Regions from separate parts of the Oncorhynchus mykiss genome. Here region 1 is linked to region 2. Evidence: chromatin contacts called from public Hi-C data. All regions are on one chromosome and are shown on one strand. The core of a region is the stretch at or near the end of the contact, and the rest is flanking DNA. Distances in the headings are between cores, read along the strand shown.

Region 1 (3,687 bases), core at 836-3,335, 210 kb after region 2:
AGGATGAGGGATCGGGGGGGGGGGGGGGGGTCAGAGTGCGGGGTGCACACATATGCACTGACTACTTCTGGTTAGTTCTGCAAGCCACAGAATCCCAGGCTAGCGCAGGTGTGAGGACATCTTTGTAGGGTTGGGACTGGGGTGTCAGTCACTCCAAGGCAAACGAGGGAGGGACACTCAAGGTCAGGGTGCTGTAGGATAGAAAACAACAAACTTGCCTCGTGAGAAGCCACGCCCACCTCTTCCACCACCACCACCTCTGCCTCCACGGAAGTATCCTCCTCCACCTCCTCTGCCACCTGAAGAGCCCCCTCGGAATCCGCCTCCGGACCTGCCACCACCGCCAGATTTGCCCGCCTGGTCGACACGGATCTGTCTGCCATCAAGAGACTGACACAGAAAGGGTTGGGGATATAAAGAATACACCATTAATATCGTCGTTGCAGTCAAGACAGAGTTGTGTTTCAGGGCGGAGTTGAGGTTTAATTGTTACCTTGCCATTCATGGCCAGCATAGCATCCTTGGCCTCATCTGGGTTCTCGAAGGTGACGAAACCAAAGCCCCTGGACCTCTGAGTTTCTCTGTCTTTAATTACAACAACTAGACAGAGAAATTGTATTTAAAGACTATAGACACACATGGCAACCTTGCAAGACGTGTATCATTCAAAGCATGTTCAAATAGTGGACCACCAGATATATATATTTTTTTACATTGCTCCCAATATCCAACAGTTAGTCGCTTACCTTCAGATATTTGCCCATATTTGGAGAATACATCTTCTAATGACTGTTCGTTAGTGTCAAAGCTGAGGCCACCCACAAAAAGCTTCCCTTCGTCAGACATCCTTCCTTTTCACCACTGCAGAAGGGAAGAAATAACATGTTTATTATGGATGCAATGATTTATTTGCAATGAACTGTTAGCAGCAGGGCTGGAATTCGTTGGTGGATGGGCCAACGGGGGAGTTCTGAGTATATATATATATATATATATATATATGTATTTTTTTTTTATAGCTAAATCTGATTAGGTGGGCCTGGCAGTGCCTACGCCACTGGATAGGAGGTTATTATTGGATGAAAACCTCTGTTCTATTCTTGCAATGGTGCACTTACACACGCAATAACAAAATTATTTTTAAGTTGTTTGGCTTGATTCTGATTTGTATTTTTACCCAATGCCAAGTATGTTGTATTACCAACATGAAGGTAACCTAGCAAGTTTGATAAAAACCAGTCAAGTGCCAGCGAGTGAAGAACAAATGCGTATGGGGGGGGGGGGGGGGGGGGCTTAGCTCATAAAGGCCCAAGACCATTCTACCCCCCGGTAGCTAGCGCTGCCTTCTCGTCCTCTCTTTCCCAATATAACGCTACCGTAGCTAGCTAGTTCACGGTACCTAGCCAATGAAATTTGCGTTTTCGCAACAAAAAGCGGTCCTCGCTCCACAAGCAGATGAGTGCGATTCAGTTCCGTTTTTAGTACAAATCAGTAAGCGACATCGTCTTCCCTGCCCCCTCATGTCCCAAGCCTAGATGTGAAACTCCCTTTGTTCAACATTGTCCAACAACCACAACGGCGCCATTTATGATAGTGCTAATGGCCCCTGACTAGCCAGCTATCACTGCGTCATTGCATCGACTAACGTTTCTGAGCACGCTCGCTTGTATAGCAAAATGTGGGCATCGGCATTATGACAAATGTAAGAAAGTTGGTCTGTTCCGCACACCACAATATAATTGTCCATTCGGACATCGAACACAATTTACTATCATGATGTTATCGTTGGCTACCTGCTCGCTAGTTAGCTGCATCTTGAGCCACCTTCAGACTCCTCCTCGGGTGATGTCACACTCATTTAGCCTGCCACAATCTTGGTAGCGCCTGTCACGAATTAAATAAAATACGTTTACGAACAAACATTTATGGAAAAGATTATTACAATCGCTTACCTCCGATAAAACAGAATATCTTCCGACCGACCTGCAGCAGATGGGAATGAATGAGATGCGAGGCCTCCCGGTATATGTATTGATGGGTCCCTTGCAGTTACGCCCAGCTTATGAATATTAAGCAGAGAAAACTCTCCACAGCTCAGGAATAGCATTTCAGATTTTTTTTTAAATCAAAGTAAATTTGTTACGTTGAAGGGTCAACTACTGCCTGTGCATTTGCCTATCTTTGGGTCAATACATCCACCGATTCAATGAGTAGTCCTGAATGGAAAGTCTGTACTGTACTACAGACATTACAAGAACGTCCCATAAAATGTGCAAGAGACAACCAATTTGAAAAAAATAAATATTTAATCCATTCAATTTCCAAGACGTTCATTTGAGTACTTCACTAAAAAATACAAAGTGTATACTTGTAATACAGGTACTGCATTGGCACGCCAGAATGACAATCCGTTTGGTAAATGTCATGGATATATAAAATCTAGTTCAGATATGCACTCCCATTCCAAGGCAGGTCTTGACTAAACAACAAGTCCAGTTCAGCAGCACATCTCCAGTTCAGTCTTAGATATCTCCTGGTGACGATTTTCCAAGGAGCTGTTTCAGGGCAAACAATCCTGTGGTGAACCTGGAATAAAGAATAAAGTTAGAATTAGTCAGAAGGAATACAGTAAAATGACAGTGCACTGCTAGAAATGTAAACTCAAGTTAGTTGCACGCTACTGTTAGTCAGATCAACAGCATGCATCCAATTCTTACCAAGTGTGTACTTCTCCCCACACTTAAAAGCATTGGATTGGTGTAAGCATATTCTGTAGGGCGTTCCCACAGGGTCGTACACACTGGGATTGAGCAAAAAAAAACCTGCCTGTCCTTTGATGCAACTCTTCTGAACACGGCCAAAAGTTGACTTGTATCTTTGATGGACAGACAATGTAGGTCATATACGATTTTAGTGTTCATGTATTTGAGTGGGACCATAGCCTTATTACAAGCCTATTTAAAACATGCACTGGTTGTATACTGTAAATATGAACCCTTCCGTGAGTGACACCTGATCTCATCTGACTAAAGGACAGAAAAGCAGGGTTTCACAACACTGCCTTCAACAATAAATGTGTCAGATCAGTGACTGTCATTTAAGGGGAACGCAAACAAGGCCCATGACGTCAGCTCGAAGGCATTCAGTACACAGAATACCCACCTCCAAGGAAGCACTGGAACGAAACAGTCAGCGTCGAAGTCCACAACCTCGTGTTAAAGCAGGCTTTCACATCCAACGCTTAGTTTAACCTGATCGAGTAACAAGACTGTAATTAGTAGAGTACAGCTTTTGAGGGCAACAATGACATGCATTTGTTTATCATTATCAACATGAACTACAGATGTGCTAAACAGCATCAACTTCTAGCATTAGACAGTGTTAATCCTATCAAAGTCGATTGAATGTTAAGATGTTTATACAAAACAAATTACATAGTGATAAACTTGACAAGCAAAAGTAGAAAGGTGATAGCTGTCTAGAATTGAGGTAGACTCAGCAATATGACGTAGATGCAGAAAGTGAACAGCAGTGGGCCAATTTCCACAACTACTAAACGCTTGAAGCAAGGCTCAACAACTTTGCTGTTTTGGTGCCCTGGCTAAAACGCTGTGAAGCGAACCTGTGCACAGAGTGTGACCAAGTAAAGTCTATTGCGTCCCAATCAATGTCTGCACTTCTGCTTGT
Region 2 (3,769 bases), core at 1,028-3,527:
CTTTTATATAGCCTACATACATTTATATTATAGAGATACATTGACTTAACTCCTTATTCACACAGTAGTCATCTATATTCATATTGTACTGTGCAGTTACTTAGGAATAATTTCCTTTATAGTTATCATTATATCACTTTCATAAAATAAATTGTCCCCAACTAACTACACAGTACAATACATGGGCCCATAAAGACAAGACAAGACATCATGTATCTTGTGGGTCCAACATGAGATTCAGAGTTGAGTTATTTTGGGGAGAGTATCATTCAGGCACAGGACAGAAGAGGATACTACTTGTAAAACTACTCTTTCCCTTTGACTGCTGCGTCTGATTTGTCGATCTCGTTTAATGTTCCTTATTCAGGGGAATGCTGAATCACTCCTGATGGTGAATTACTGCAGGGATAAATACCGACCTAATGGTCAGCCAGTAATGGTCACATGACAGTCTTTGTTACCAGTCAGCCATGCAGATGTCATGGCTGTCTTTCCTTTGATATGACTTGCACACTTCAACAAGTTTACAACAATTTCTGTTCACCCCAAAAAAATGCAATCAATTTATACGAATCAGCCTCTCAATTTGTACGTCATTTTAGAAAGTAATATGTTGTTAGATTTGAGGTATGTTCATAAATGTTTTTGGGCCGTGATGCTTGTTTGGTGATCAGTGTCAGCATAAACAGTTCTGAAAGGAGACGCTTCCTGCCAAATAGTGAGTCCTGTTGATCGTGACAGGGAGGGGTATTTCCTTGTTTTGCTCCTGTACTTCAGTGGGGATTAAGTTGATAGTGCCTTGTTGCTTTAAGCCAGTGTCACACATTGTGCCGACATTGATATGACTCATCTTCTTTTTGTGTACTGGTTTGAAGCTATAAAGCACTATTTCTCAATTTTCTCTAAAGAACAGGTTTCTGACACTTCACACATCGCTTGACATTTGGCCCCAATTAAAATGGATTGTGCAGAGTGCATAGGTACGGTTTAATTGCTCCTGTTTCTTGAGGTTGTTTTCCCACACTGATCCATCCAAGGAAGGGAATGTCACCAACTCCTTTAGAAGAGGATGCCAACCCTATGCCACTGGAATTCTTATGAAATACTTCTGAGATCACACTACAAATTTGGTCTCGAGAATGCAGTGGCCAGACAAGGGCACTGATTTTGTGTGCCCTTAGCTTTTTTGGATCAAACCTGAGAGTTCAGGCATAAGACACACTTTTGGCCAATGTATATGCTTGCATGTTTGAATTCATAACTGATTAAATTAATGAGGGCACCAAGGTTAGTTAGTTCGAAGACACTTCTATCGGCCCAGGTGATCAGTATTAGGTTTGGTTCACTTGAGATTGGAGTTAGGTTCACAGCATTACTTAGTCAGGGGGATAATATTGATATCACTGCAGTGTGATTGTGATATTGATATGGGTCAATAATAGTGATATTCAGGGGTTTAATTGGTGGAATTTACCCCAAAATTCGATCCTTTTATTCAGCCCCCAGTTCCCACTTCTGTTACTTGTCTCTGATTCCATAGTCTCTCTCTCTCTCTTGTTCTCTCCCTGTCCCTCTCTCGCAATAACTGACATGTCTGCACTGAGATACTGTTCAAAGATCCTCATGCACCCAAAGACATGATCAGGAGTATTATTGAGATTGGTCCGGACTCATTGAAAGACAGTGGAGACATCACATAGTACATTCATACATCTGGTATGTTACACGTTGGTACCAATATTGTGTTTGTTTGTTGTTGTTGTTTACTGTTGTATGGACTGTGAATTAAAGAGCTGCCCATGGTTGTTTTAGGGAGGATTCAAAGCACTGAATTGTCAAGTGCCATCATGACAATATGAGAAATATTTACACATCATTAACCGTTTCCATTGACTAGCTATAGGACTAGATTTGTACATTTTTTGTAAAAAAAAAAAATTTTGTATAAATAAATGCTCTGTTAGTTTCATGGAGAGACAGTCATTTAAATTGTGTATGACATTAATTCATTTTAGACATTGATTATTGGTGAATTGACAATTGATTACAGCACTGGTGTGAGGTAGGTAGAATGATGGAAAGTATTCCTGTGGTGGTTGTGGGGCAAAGCATTGCAATGATGAGACAGGCTACTGAAAACTGGACTTTTGAAATGTAGTTTTACACACATGAAATACTCAGTGGCACTAATGTAATCGGACTCTGTTGCCACCTTGTGTGACCACATGCGCATGCTTAGTGATGTGACGCTGTGTTCCATGTATGAGAGAGAAGCTCATTATTTGGCAACCGGAGTGGCAGCGGGCAGGGCTGAAGAGGGGATCCCCGGGATCGTTTTTTTTTTTTTTTTTTTCTTTCTTCATCGAATTACAGGAGTAAATAGTCTGTCAAAACAAGTGAAAAGCGTTACAGCGACACCTCTTCTCCGTAAGTTAAGATATCATTTCAATTGATGGGTTAAAGTAATATTGATTTTGAATTTAATTAAGCAGACGAAGTTAAACTTATTTCCAGTCGTTAACGTAAATATATATCCTTACCTAACTGGCTAACTGCTGTGAGTGCTAGCCTAGGTAATGGTTTGTGTCTCTCGCTAGCTGTAATTAGCTAGCCACTGCAAAGTCAGAACGAACCGTTTCAAAAGTCAAAGAATGCATGTAAACTTGTACCGGTTAATGTTCTAAAAGGCGGATACAAGTATTTTCTTTACAACATGCATTAAACTAGTCCAAAAACAACAAATTGGTTTCGACTCTCAAAAATGGGATTCCTTTATTATTTTTGTGACTGAATCCCGGAGTGGCTGTCTGTCTGTACATGCGAGTGTCCGAGCGAGTTCGTTAGCTAGCCAGCCTGCTGACGTTAGCTTGTCATGAGTGGGAATTTGGTGAATCCCACCACTTACTGGTTTATATTCACGAAATATTATACATTTTAAGAATAAATGTAACCCAAACACGATCAGGACGTTTTTAATTGTGTTCCCCGTAATAGGAATCAAGTGTCAGCTATGCTAACTTGCGACGCTATCTCACGACCTGGCTTTAGTTAGCTATGTTGTTAGCGAGTTGGAACATCGATTTGGTTGGACTGTGGTGGGAGACAGGTTGTTGTTGTAATTCACTTTTTTTTTTTTTCATTTTTTTTTTTTACTGTATCACAGTACAACAAAGGATATTCAATAATTGTATATTTGTTATCAGAAGCCGGCATTCTCGCAGAATTGCGTGAACACGTTTTTATTTTGATGTGTAGTTGAATGTTCTCTCATTCATTAAAAGTGTGTGTATGTATATGTACTTTTTTTTTATGGTGGACGGTGTGCGCGCCACATTCAGTATGGCAAGCAAGCAGTTATTATGGTTCTGTGTCATGATTAATGTACTCATTTGGGTAGTTCCATGTCATTTCAGCAAGCCATGACACCCACCATCTCAGAATGTTCTGACATCGTTTCTGTAGTAAAAAAAAACCCCGATACGATTAGCATACCTGCAACATTATTTTGTTGAAATATAATTTGATCTCTGAGAAATTGATTAGAGCCAAATTGGGTAGTTTAATTTATAGCATACATATAAATAATATTATAGTCGTAAACATCCCATTTGGATCAAACTGTTTTCTAACAATTAGTAAAACCTTATGAATCCAAAGAAATGGTCAAAAGCCACACACATACCCCCCCACCTCAACAATGAGTGTATATAGCAGGCCTGGAATTTCGTGATTTTAGGGGCAAGGACATTTAGTCTTCAAGAGGTGCCCA

Evidence for each region. A called contact is a pair of places that touch in the nucleus more often than the background predicts.
Region 1: a Hi-C map of blood shows a contact between it and region 2, with 7 times the contacts expected there. The contact joins the promoter of LOC110507674 here to the promoter of LOC110507450 in region 2. A contact is called at or near these places in 2 of 3 Hi-C or Micro-C datasets (blood and liver).

Annotation. Positions count from the first base shown.
Region 1 is chr1:21,360,705-21,364,391 of USDA_OmykA_1.1, forward strand. It overlaps LOC110507674 (cold-inducible RNA-binding protein B), which reads right to left and starts at 2,086. Exons shown (of 8, transcript XR_005040927.1): 1 at 1,953-2,086; 2 at 747-861; 3 at 494-600; 4 at 240-390. It also overlaps a transcript of cirbp not described here.
Region 2 is chr1:21,145,835-21,149,603 of USDA_OmykA_1.1, forward strand. LOC110507450 (transcriptional repressor p66-alpha) reads left to right here and starts at 2,278. Exons shown (of 11, transcript XM_036968626.1): 1 at 2,278-2,427.